Regions from separate parts of the Mus musculus genome. Here all the other regions are linked to region 4. The links are chromatin contacts, called in public Hi-C and HiChIP or PLAC-seq maps. All regions are on one chromosome and are shown on one strand. Each heading gives the region's core, a stretch centred on a gene start, on an enhancer-like site or on the middle of the called end of the contact. The rest is flanking DNA. Distances are from core to core; before and after follow the strand shown.

Region 1 (2,700 bases), core at 142-2,641, 980 kb before region 4:
AAGGACCTACCCTAGAATTTGACTGCTCCCCTCCCCCACTCTATAAGGCCAGAACCAGAGATGTATGTTCCTCAGTGCATCTGTGAGTTGGTGACCAGCTCACTCACATTGCTACTCTCCCACTATGTTCTTCTTAAAGAGAAGACCACAAAACACAGTCGGGAGAGCTGGTGGGAGGCATCTTCACTCTCTGCAAAGAACAGAGAGTTCAACTTTGTAGCATTTCCTGTCCCTGCACCTGTGTGCCCCTAGGAAAAGAACCCACTAAGTCCCGTCCTCTTTCCTCTTAATGTCTGCCAGATTACTTCTAATACCTACAGATATCGGGAATGGGAATCCAGATAAATCTAGGGGCCCTTCCCCCCTGCTCAGTTTCACCTTTGTGCCTGTGAATGTAGCATTAGGGTCCTGTCACCCCTTTCACCCCTTCTGGATTAGTCCCTCGGATACACCTTTTTCTTCCTCCCTAGCACCATCTCCTCTTGGGGCAGGACCAGCAGGGCTTTCTCCAAAAGCCATTGGCACCCCGTGGAAAGCCAAGGCACCATTCCAACCCTTTCATGGGTCCCACAACCGATCTTTGTCTGTTGTATCCGCTCCCAGGATGGTGAGCTGGATCAAGAGCGTAGAACTGGCTAACTGGGGTAGATGGGGGGAGGGGGGATTCCCTCCTATACCCCAGAATGAGACAGCAGCCTCATGGGGAGGACAAGAGGAAACACACAGACGCTCCGGCCTGGGCCAAAGCTGGGTGTGAAATACCGGATTTCCTTGTTTATTCGATTTTCTGATCATTAAGTGCTCCCAAGAGGGGCCAGAAATTACCACCCAAACAAAGCCACCTTCCATCAGTCCGCTGGGCCGCCGCTCCCCTGCGGCAGCCGGGCCAGCGCGCGTCGGCCCCTCCTCCTGGACTGCAGACTCCAGCTCGAGCGGTGCCCGCGCCCCCCGCCCGAGAACACGCGAGACAAAGCTCGAACCCCTCCTCGCACGCCCCTTCCCCGCCATCGACCCTTACCTGACGGCCACTTTGACGCAGCAGTCGCCCTGGCCAGCCATGGTCCTCCGGCACCAGGGTCTGGGCGCGGATCAGGGGCGGGGGTCCGGGGGCCACTGCTCCAGGCAGCGGCTGCGGCTGCAGAAGGCGGAGGCAGGGACCCTGCTAGCGAAAGCGACCTCGTAGGCTGGAGGTGACATGCTCGCAGGAGGCGGCAGAGGGGCTCAGCCGCGGCCGGCCCCACGGGGCTGGTCCCATGCGTCTCCTCCAGCCATCGCGCGGAGGTGCTGAGCTCGTTGACAGCGGGCAGTGAGACCCGCAGCTCCCTACAGCGCGGCACACGCGCGCGCACACACCTCCCACCCGGACCGCCACCTCCCGCCGCAGCGCGAACAAAGGGGGCGGGGGCCGAGCCACCTCAGGACCCACCCCCAGCCCCTCAGAGCCGCGCAGGGCCCCGCCCCTCCCAGAGGCCGCCAATAGAAGGCCCCAACGAGCAGCAGAGGCGGGACTTGAGCCTTTAAAGAGACCTCTTGGCTCCCGTCCATCGGGTGGCTGGGAGGGGCGGGGTAGGATTGGAGGGCTTGGGAGTGAAAGCGGGAGTGGCATGATGGACTCGTCCCTGGGAAGTTGACCATTCGGGAACCACGGCCCTCGAAGTCATGGTACCTCAGTCTCAGTGGGATCTTCCTTTCCTAAATGAGGAACGGGACTCAAAGAGGAACACCCCAAGGTCATACAGCGAGTCTGTGGCTAGGCATGGGTAAGAACCTGGTCTCTGGGCTGGGCGGTGTGCTGCACCTCAAAGCATCTCATAGAGATGAGCAATTTGCAATTTGAAAGAGTCAGCGAAGTGTCCCTTCTGCATTTATTTCGGTAAATCCGCCAACCTTTATTGAAGGGGATTCTTGTTGATGTGGAAGTAAATTTCCCCACCTCCACTCTGCAACATCTTTAAGCTCATAGTTTGCTTTGATGGCTGACTGGCTCAGGTTCTCCTCACTAAACCAGGGTCCCACTAACCTTTATGACCCACAGGGCCTGGTTCACACTCTTTGTGACAGTGGGGGGGGGGGGCGGGTTGTGTGTGGGGGAGTCGATGTGGGAGGCCAGATCTGCCTGGGAAGTAGTAGGAACAAAGAAGCACTTGACTCCAGATACCTGGGAGAAGCTAGAAGGCAAAGGAGGCCAGCGCTGCCATCAGAAATGTATATAAAGGATTAGCCCAGGAGACTTTTCAACACAGGGCTATGAGAAAGGAGACCAGTAATGTGAAGTCAAGTCCCATTCCAGTTCACCCCTGCACCCTCCCAGCCCCACTCTTCTCCCTGCCCCCCAACAACCAACATTAGGACCATTCACAGGGCCCCTCACCAGCTGCCCTCCCTTCCCAGGCTTCACCCAGCTCCTTCCTCTGGAAAAGGCCCAAGAGGAGGACCCAGCTGCAGCTCAAGATGTGGATGGAGACCTCTGGGGGAGGGGAGGCAGGGGAGTCTGGCTCCAAGCTTCTTGCATCAGCCTCAGATGATGAAACCCTGTGAGACGTCTTGGCTGGGATGTACGTTAGGGTCCTGAGGATCCACTTCTTGGTGCCATCATTCCCCACTCCCCACCCCCATCTGTGACTGCTCCACTCGGGAACCCAGGTGCCTGTTTGGAATAGTTTTAAGGGAAAATGTGAAAGTTAGGTCAGCTCATTCTTC
Region 2 (2,894 bases), core at 46-2,545, 670 kb before region 4:
AGCCAAGAGGCCAATTTTACCCTGACTGGAACCTGAGGAATAGAAAGGACAGGGCTCTGGCCGGAGCCTCTGTTACCTTTAGGACAAAGGATGCCTTCCCAGTTAGGGACTCAGTGTGAGGAATTGGAAGAACGGATGCTCATTCCAACACTTCTGGAGAGGGAGGGGCAGCTCCAAGAGGAGCCACAAAGAGAGGGGCGGCCTCCTAGATACTGACCCCTCCTAGGCTTCTCTGACCCTGATAGGCTGTCCAGCAGGCAGAAATGGCAAAGATATTCTCTGACCCATTGAGATTCACAAACACAGATTGTAGCGCAGACAAGGATAACATCTTACCTCAAGTGGCATAGATACCACTCCAAATGTTGTGCTCAGAATTTGAGCCTCTCTTTGGGATGGGGTGGGGGTGCTACTTTCTCTGATTCTATTCACACACCCGGGTTCTGTTGACTCCATAAGGTGGGGCTAAAGGACACTTCCCAGATCCATTCTAAAACTCTTAACAGAGGCGCAGAGGCTGAGGGTCCGCTCAAGAATAAGTCTTGGGGTAACTCTTGAATTTTCCCAGCCCCCTAAAACGGTCCCTTGCCCTCACAGACAGTAGCACCCTGGGCTGTCCAGGCTGCGGAAAAGCCTTACCCTAAACGTACTGGTTAAGACCTAAGGGGACAGGAAGCTGAGAAGGAGCAAGGAGACCACCCGCTCTGTCACCTAGGGGGACCAGAGTTTGGTCTCAATTCTATCCCCACCGAAAAGCAACAAGACCAGTGTCTCACTTCGTCCGGAGAGCAGGCCTGTGTCTGGGAGAGGAGATCCGAAGGGGCACAGCTCCCACCCCCCAGCCTCGGGCCACCCGGCCCCTGTGGCTGCACTCACCTGGACAGCGCGGACCAGTCCTTTCTGCTGACCGACATGCTGCCGAGCCCCACGGCCGCCGCGTGCCGAGCTCCCTGCTCCGCCGCTCACCTGCGGCCCCTCCCCGCGCCAGGTAGGGTCACATGGCCGCTTATCTCAGCCCGGCTCGGCCCCGCGCCGCCGCGCTCCCATTCGCCGGCCGGAGGAGCGGCCTCTGAGGTGTGGGCGTCCCAGACAAAGCCGCGCTGATCACCGCTGGGGCGGGTCTCCCGCGCGGCCGCTCTGCGGGACGGTCGCACCGAGCTGCGGGCTGCACCCACGCCGGGGCTAGCGCGGGGCTGCTCTGCTGCCCCGGGCGAGGGCGGGAGACTTCCTGCTCAGAACCAGTTGGACCAGCTCGGCGCCGGCCCGCGTCTTCCCTGGGAGTCGCGGTCCAGAGTGCCAGGGAGTCGGGGAGGGGGTTGGGGGGAGGACGGAACCCAAAGATCGGGGTCAGGCTGAGCTCGCTGCCTGGAAATCGACTTAGCCGGCAGAAACCCAAGAGCTGGAAGGCAGGGAGAAAGGTTAGATCAGGTACCGTAGTCTTGGGTGTAGAGTGCCTGCAACGGTGAAGAAGTAAGGGGCTCCTAGAAAACACCCCGGGGGTCAGAAACTACCTGAAAGACTCGGCTTAGATAAGCAGACACTGCGTAAGAAAACCAGCCCCTCCTCAAAGGAGCTGAGACTCAAGCCCGCCAAAATAGAGTGGACACCGCTATGAAAAACCATATGCGCCAAAAGCACGGTCCTGTTCCTTGATACCCCACAGGTGTATAACTGTGTCGTAGGAAGAGGGTCCATAAGTAACTGAGATTAATACTGCAATAACCTGAGGCAACTCGGACACCACCCGTGGGAACCCGTGGGAACCCGTGGGCGAGCGCAGCACCAGCTGCTTTCCACTCGGGAACCTACCTCCTTACTGAATGTGTAAGGTCAGATACCTAGATGGGGAATTTTATTTTCCTTGAAAGATCAGAAATGGAATCAATAGCTGCTACTGGCACTGTTCAGAGAAGGCTGGGGTGCTGCCCAGCACACAGGATGGGATGTCAGAGTCTGGCCTGATTGCCTCTCGAGATCTACCTGCCTCTGCCTCCTGAAAGCTGAGGATGCTGGAATTAAAGGCAGGAGCCACCACTTCGAGCTGGAGGGGCCATTTTTGTAATCTACAAAGGAAACGAAGAAGGGGATGGGGGAGGAGTGTGTAATCAAAGGTGACACTGAACAGGAAGTGGGGTTAGCAAGAGCTTTGGGAAGCTGAACTGTGGGCCCAGAAGTGATTCACATACCTCTGCCCGATGTGAGAGGAACTGGGATTCAGGACAAGGATTCCAGAGTCAGGGATTCAGGTCAAGGGACAAGGATTCCAGAGGTCTTAGGGAGGAAGTTGACCAGAGACCAACAGAGGGTTTCTTGCCATTTGGACCTTATGATACTCCATTTGGGGACCTGTCTCCATATGGTCAAGCTGTCAACTGCATTCAACACCCATTTGAATTAAAGGTTTTAGAAAAAGCTGTCCAATAGTTCATTGGATGTTGGTGTGGGAGCTCGGAGAGACTTGGCACTGTGCGCCCCGTAGCCCATGGACAGGGGATGAGTGGGAAAGAGGAGGGAGGGAAGTTTCAATAACATGGAGTTGGAATCTGTGTCCATGTCCTGGCTTCCAAGCATTGAAAGGGAATCTCGCCTCAGAGTCGCCTCAACACTTTGCTGGGCACAGGTGTGCTCAGTAGCAGTTTGGATCAGTAGCAGTTTGAAGGATCACACAATTTTGGGAAGGTCATCCATCCTGTTGAAGGTGACATTGGGAGTCTGAGTCATGGAAAGCTGATATCCAGGGGGTTCTAGGAATCCAGGACCCCTGGTATCCAGGTCTCTGGTATCAGGAAAACAAAGACACAAACAAACAAACCAATGAGGGATGGGGCCTCCATACTTCTCAGAGTGGCAGGTAGCATGTGAAGGGTACGGCTGTCAGCGCTAATGACGTTCTT
Region 3 (2,756 bases), core at 104-2,603, 620 kb before region 4:
ACCTCAGCCCTGGAGCCCCAGATCCATTATCAAGAATGAGTTTTTGAAGCCATTGGCTCAGCCCAGCCTTCCACTGAGGCCCCACGTAGGGACCTAAGACAGCATGGTTTTGTTCGCAAGCCCTTATAACTCCTTCGATAACTACACCGTAGTGAGTTGTCATCGCAGTTCAACACTTACATTCTCCAGCATGCATTCATTCTGGAAGACAGTCATACAACGCAGGAGTCCTATGGTGAGTGAACCAATCTCTGAGGAGGCCTATCCCACCCGTGCTCTCTCTCCGTGCTCCCACCCATCTTCCTCTCCGACACTTGGGTTACATTAAGGACCCTCCTGCCTGGTGCCCTAGGGAAAGGGCCTGCTCTGCTCACTTGGCAAAAGGCCCGGCTTCCAAAAACACATTCTCTTCGGATCTACGCTCTGTTGGTCCCAACAACCTTCTCTGGGATCGTCCAGCTTTGGGATAGAAATCAAAGCCCCTGGTTTTCTATAGAGAGCAGAGGAGGAAGAAGAGAGAGGATTCAGTGCTCTGGGACTCACCTGACATGTCTTCTGGGCACGGAGATGGGAGAGGGGGGGCATGTCGATAAAATGATACGCCTCATGGTTTAGGACACAAGGGTCCCAGTCCCAAGACTCTGCCGGGCCCGCACAGTCTGGATGGCCTGTTGATTCTTGAACTTGACCAGGCCCAGGGTGATCTGAGCGTTCCAGCCAGGGTCTTCGAGGGGGCAGCGGAAGTCGATCTCGCCCCCGCCTTCGGTCACTAGCGTGAAGTAGATGTGGCGCCCGGTGCTCTCTACGCACTCCACGGCTTTGATGCGGGCGAAGCTGAGCTCCTTGGGCCGGCCGCCCGTGCCCTTGGCCTCGAAGAGCTGCAGCCCGCGCTCGGTGAGCACGCAGCGCTTCCGCTTCCACAGCTGCAGCAGCCCGCCGCTGCGCTTCTCCAGCACGCCCTCCTTCAGCACGGTCGCCGCCGCCGTCATGGGCACCCCGAGGTTCCCACAGCTCTGGAGGCTGCGGCGATCCCGGCTGTCCCGGCTCTACAGCGCCGGCTTCTCGCGCCCTGGAGCTGGTTGGCCTTGCTCCCTGTGCGGTCGAGCCTGCGGCCCGGGCCGCCTCGCAGACAGCGGGTACCGGGAGGCTCGTGCGATGCTACTCTCTCGCCGCCGGCTTGGAACCCTGCGCGCCGCTTCGACCTCCCCGAGCCTCTACCCGGTGCCCTGCGCCTCGCCGCCCGCACGCCCGCTCCCCTGCGCTCCGTCTGCGAGCTGGGCGGCTGCTGGCGGGATGTGCCCTTACATGTTCCACCGCTCGCCTCCTGCGCCGCCCGCCGCGCATTCCTGCCCCGCTGGCCCTCCCCTCTGCGCCGCGCACCCGCCCGGACAGGGCCCCGGGGGGCGGGGCTGCAGTGGGGCTCCAACACCCATCAGCAGCGCGGGCCCGGGAGGGGGCTGCTTTCTCAATAGCCTGCGGGCTGCCCCTTCTTAAAACACCGCTCCGAGCCCCTCACCCGACCCCCAGCCTCAACCGTTCACCCCGGCCTCACACCCGGGGCATAGCAGAAGGAGAAAGAGGAGAAGTGGGGGAGGGCCGAGGATCCTCTCCTAGAGGAGCCAGGTCATTGCTGGCCTGGGGTGGGGCCGGCTTGACGATAACGCAGTGGCACCATGGCAGGGTGGGTGTCAAATACCCGCTGCTTCTCAGAGCACGAGAGTTCTGGTCGCCCAGCCTCTGCCAAAAGCTAGTGTTGGGTCTGTCCACCATCATCAGCAGATGTCTCTCTGCTGGGCTCAAGGGAGGCTGGCCACAGATCTGACAACCTACTCTCCCACCTTTCCCTGCCTCTACTTAGGTAGGCGTTAGAAAATAGTGTGTATAAAGTGGGGAGAGAGAAATCCTGATGGATCAATGGGAAGTAGACACACGTGCTGTGGGTGTGGGGTTGTCTCACAGAGCATTGACTTGGAGCCCAACCATGCCTACTGCAGTTAGCCCTCAGCCTTGTGGCTTCTCTGCAGAGTCCACAGCAGAGAATGGGCTTCTCCTGGGACACTATGCTGAAGGGAGACAGGCTTTTCTCAGTTGACTTCAAACCTCTCCTACCTGGCCAATGGCTCTAACCTTATTCCATACTTTCATGTATCAAATGGGATAACTAATCCATTCTGATCTGGTAGGATTGTTGCGAAGAGCAACTTAGTGACCATTCGTGAAGACCCGGGACAGATCTGCCAACTCAGTTATTTCTCTCTTCCTACTATGTCTTCCATCATATAAGGTCAGAAGCCGGAGAAAGATGTCTCTCCTAGGACCTCCCTCATCTGGCCCTCTTGGTCAACCCCTCCAGGCCAAAGTTTCTTAAACACCTACTCATGGACATGTTAATCGTAAAGGTTCTGGGACTAATGATAAATAATTAGTCAGAAAGAAGACCTCTTTGTACTCACACCTCCTGTTTTGGTCCTCGGTGTCGAAAAACTAACGGGCACAGGGAGGATTCTGTTGTGAGCCGGGGGTATCCTCCCCTGCAGAACCAAGCCAGCTGTGGAGAGAAAGAGTCATCAGTTTCCCATCCAGAGCCCTGTCTGTCCCTCCCTCTGACCTTCTCCCTGTCCCTCAGCTCCCAACTCCCACAATGCCACTCCAGGAGAGAGATTAGACAGTGCCCTTAGGGACTTGTCGGCCAGCCACTATGGTGTGGCTTTCCCCTCAGCCTTCTTCTAGGGACTGCTGAGTTGACCAACCTGGCA
Region 4 (2,710 bases), core at 177-2,676:
GCCCATGCTATGATCACCTTTAAGTCCCTCTGAAGGCTCCCCTTGCAGGGATATTGAGCCCTATGGGGCTTCAGGGTCGGGCAACAATACAATACAGGCAAGTGGTGGTACCGAAGCTGGTGGTCTCACATCTTTGCGGACCTGCACATCAGCATCTTTAGCCTATATCTGGCGAATTCACAGTCCTTGGAAAACCCATCTTTGGGAACGGGCCTAGGTTCTGGGGGGGGGGGGGGAACTATGTCCCCGTCCCAAGCCTTACTTGGTCCCATAAGCCCAGTCTTGCCTAGCTTGGAAATACAGGCTGCAGCCATTACTGCAGCTCAGCTCACGCCCAGGGAGCTCATCTTCCTCTTTTTTAAAGAGAAAATTTAACTCCTTCTTCACCACTCCTCTGGCACAGACATACAACTGCAATCACCCCCCTCTCTCCTCCGCCTCCCCCAGTGCTGAGTCTCCAAAGCTGCTCTCTCCCCTGTCCCCAGGTGGATGGCGCCCCTCCAGCTCATCCTCTCGGGTCCTCGGTACCTACTCTTGCAACTTCTGAGCCAAGTGGAGTCTCCCAACTCCCTTTATGGTGCCATGCTTTCGGGACCCCAACGCTAAGGCAGGCCCGGGACAGGTTCCGGGGAGGAGTCTGGACTAGAGCCAGGACCTCAGCTGACTCCTCTGCCTCTAGGGATACCTTCCCCCCGCCCCAAAGGGCCGCGGCTTCCGCGTCCAGCAAGGGTAGGCAGAGCCCTCGGGGTGGGGCTGGGCTGCTAGGGCACCCTGGCAACACGCTCCGGCCGCGCGTCCCGTGACCCTCCACGCGCGGAGCGGGATTGTCCGGGCACTTTCGCCCCGTCATGCCTCTTTGCGCCCGCCTCGGGGGCCTGTCAGCCTGCGGCGGGTTCCCGGTGCGTGGAGACATCTCCGTGCCGCCAGCTCCGGAACGCAAGCTCGGTTCCCCTGGTCCTCGCTACCCCGCCCCCAGCCCTGCCATCCTAGCCCAGGCCAGAGAACGGGTGGCACGCCAGTCGGTCCCCCAAGAACCGTGCTAGGCCCTAAGTGCCCGGAGCCGGCTCCTCCCTGCCCGGAACCCGGCGGTGCCGGGCCACGCCAGGCGCCGACCCCAGCTGCCTAGGGCGCGGCGCCGGCGACACATCTGCCCGCATACCGCGATCACGTTGACGAAGGTGGTCTTGCCCGAGTACTGCAGCCCCACCAGCGTGAGCTCCATTTCCTCCTTCCAGAACAGGGCCTTGAACCAGTCCAGCAGCTTGTTGAACAAAGCGATCATGGTCGCTGCCACCGGCCGCGCCCGGTGCCGGGTCCCCGCCGCCTTCGGTGCCCTCGCGCTGCGGCCCGGAGCGGCCCCTCCCCGGTGCGGCCGGGTCCCGCGGCTCGGTGCGGGCGGAGGCTGGAGCGCGGCGGCCGACGACGCGCTGCCCGAGGATCCGCTCGCCGATGGGTGTGGCCACGGCGCCTCCACCTCCTCCTCCGCCGCCGCCGCCCTCCCGCGGGCCGGGCCGCGTCCTGCTCGCACCCGAGCGCGCTCCAGTCTCGCGCGCGGCCTAGGCCAGCGCCCGCGGGCGGGGCGGCGGGGACCCGCGGCGGCCGGGAGGAGCGTGATGGCGCGCTTGCGGAGAAAGCTGTAATTTTATTTTTTCTGCTGCCCTCGTTTGCCCCGCCCTGACTGCACCGCTTTCTGGCTTGAACGGTGGTCGGTCCTGGGCGGGTGGTGTCCCGATTAAGCTAGGGTATTTCCAGGCCGAAGAACCGTGACATGAAGATCTCCAAGAAACGGTTTTGTTCCCTGAACCTTTGCCTCTGAGCATCTCTGGGTACCGAATTCCATCCCCCGAAATGCCATAGAGAGTAACAGCCGGATTTAGAGCCCTTAATACTCCATCTTGTTTTGTTAACCACAGTTTGCCAGGCTACTTGTCTGGGAAGCCCAAAGTGAGATCGACATTTGAACTTGATGCTTGTCTTCACTATAAAGAGACGGGCAAAATCAGGGCAAGGGATTCCCTGTGAGGAACGGCGGTAGCAAAGGAAAAAATGTATGCTATTTTGATACAAAGTTTTTGATAGTGGGTGGTGGAGAGTCTGCCAAGAAGTCCCCATCCTCCCTTGCAGGAGATAACAGCTCAGTCAACCGGCTGTGCCTTCCTGGTCTCAGGATTCCTAGGCAGCTGGGCTCTCTTTGGGGGTCGGTTTTCACCTGGAGGCTGTGATGAACTGTTAACATCAACTGTATGGATTAAACCTATTAAAGAACCAGACAGCCCTCAACATCTGGATCAGCCTATTCTGATTTACTAACATCTGTCTAATAAGTTCTTCTCTTCCTCCGTAGGTACATGCTATAGTCTGACATGTTTAAATTAAAGTTTAAGTTATCATACAAAGTAATAGATTTTCATTGCTTTACATTTCTGTGTCTTTCCCCCAGATTCATATATTGAAATCCCACTCCTCAAAGTGATGACCATATAAGGCGACTAGGTTATGAGGGGGGAGGCCTCCTAGCTAAGATTAGTGCCCTTATATAAGGAGAGAACAACAGAGGTGCCCAGAGCCTATACTCCTCCCATCTTGAGGCTACAAAGAGAAGGCTGTAATCTATTAGCCAAAAAGTGACTCCTAACCAGACCCTGAATCTACCCGTACCATGACAGATCACTTTCCCATTTTTCAAGCCATGAGCAACAACTTTCTGTTG

The links. Hi-C and Micro-C count contacts between places; a contact is called where the count stands out from the background. HiChIP or PLAC-seq counts read pairs in DNA pulled down with a chosen protein or histone mark.
Region 1: a Hi-C map of regulatory T cells shows a contact between it and region 4, with 3 times the contacts expected there. The contact joins the promoter of Kif21b here to the promoter of Arl8a in region 4. A contact is called at or near these places in 4 of 484 Hi-C or Micro-C datasets (CD4 T cells, the G1E-ER4 cell line, neutrophils and 1 more) and 1 of 115 datasets of contacts at active chromatin or transcription factors (pancreatic cancer cells).
Region 2: an HNF4G HiChIP or PLAC-seq map of pancreatic cancer cells shows a contact between it and region 4. The contact joins the promoter of Lad1 here to the promoter of Arl8a in region 4. A contact is called at or near these places in 1 of 484 Hi-C or Micro-C datasets (CD8 T cells) and 1 of 115 datasets of contacts at active chromatin or transcription factors (pancreatic cancer cells).
Region 3: an H3K27ac HiChIP or PLAC-seq map of embryonic stem cells shows a contact between it and region 4, with 6 read pairs. The contact joins the promoter of Phlda3 here to the promoter of Arl8a in region 4. A contact is called at or near these places in 1 of 39 promoter capture datasets (cranial neural crest), 1 of 15 datasets of contacts at CTCF or cohesin (embryonic stem cells), 5 of 115 datasets of contacts at active chromatin or transcription factors (astrocytes, embryonic limb bud, embryonic stem cells and 1 more) and 1 of 9 other capture datasets (adipose tissue).

The regions. Positions count from the first base shown.
Region 1 is chr1:136,130,081-136,132,780 of GRCm38.p6, reverse strand. It overlaps Kif21b (kinesin family member 21B), which reads right to left and starts at 1,391. Exons shown (of 35, transcript NM_001039472.2): 1 at 1,019-1,391. The coding sequence starts at 1,059. It overlaps Gm15850 (predicted gene 15850), which reads left to right and starts at 1,598. Exons shown (of 3, transcript NR_046170.1): 1 at 1,598-1,760.
Region 2 is chr1:135,816,999-135,819,892 of GRCm38.p6, reverse strand. Lad1 (ladinin) reads right to left here and starts at 1,295. Exons shown (of 10, transcript NM_133664.3): 1 at 877-1,295. The coding sequence starts at 914.
Region 3 is chr1:135,764,682-135,767,437 of GRCm38.p6, reverse strand. It overlaps Phlda3 (pleckstrin homology like domain, family A, member 3), which reads right to left and starts at 1,353. Exons shown (of 2, transcript NM_013750.2): 1 at 544-1,353. The coding sequence starts at 989. The coding sequence ends at 612.
Region 4 is chr1:135,145,550-135,148,259 of GRCm38.p6, reverse strand. It overlaps Arl8a (ADP-ribosylation factor-like 8A), which reads right to left and starts at 1,426. Exons shown (of 7, transcript NM_026823.2): 1 at 1,160-1,426. The coding sequence starts at 1,282.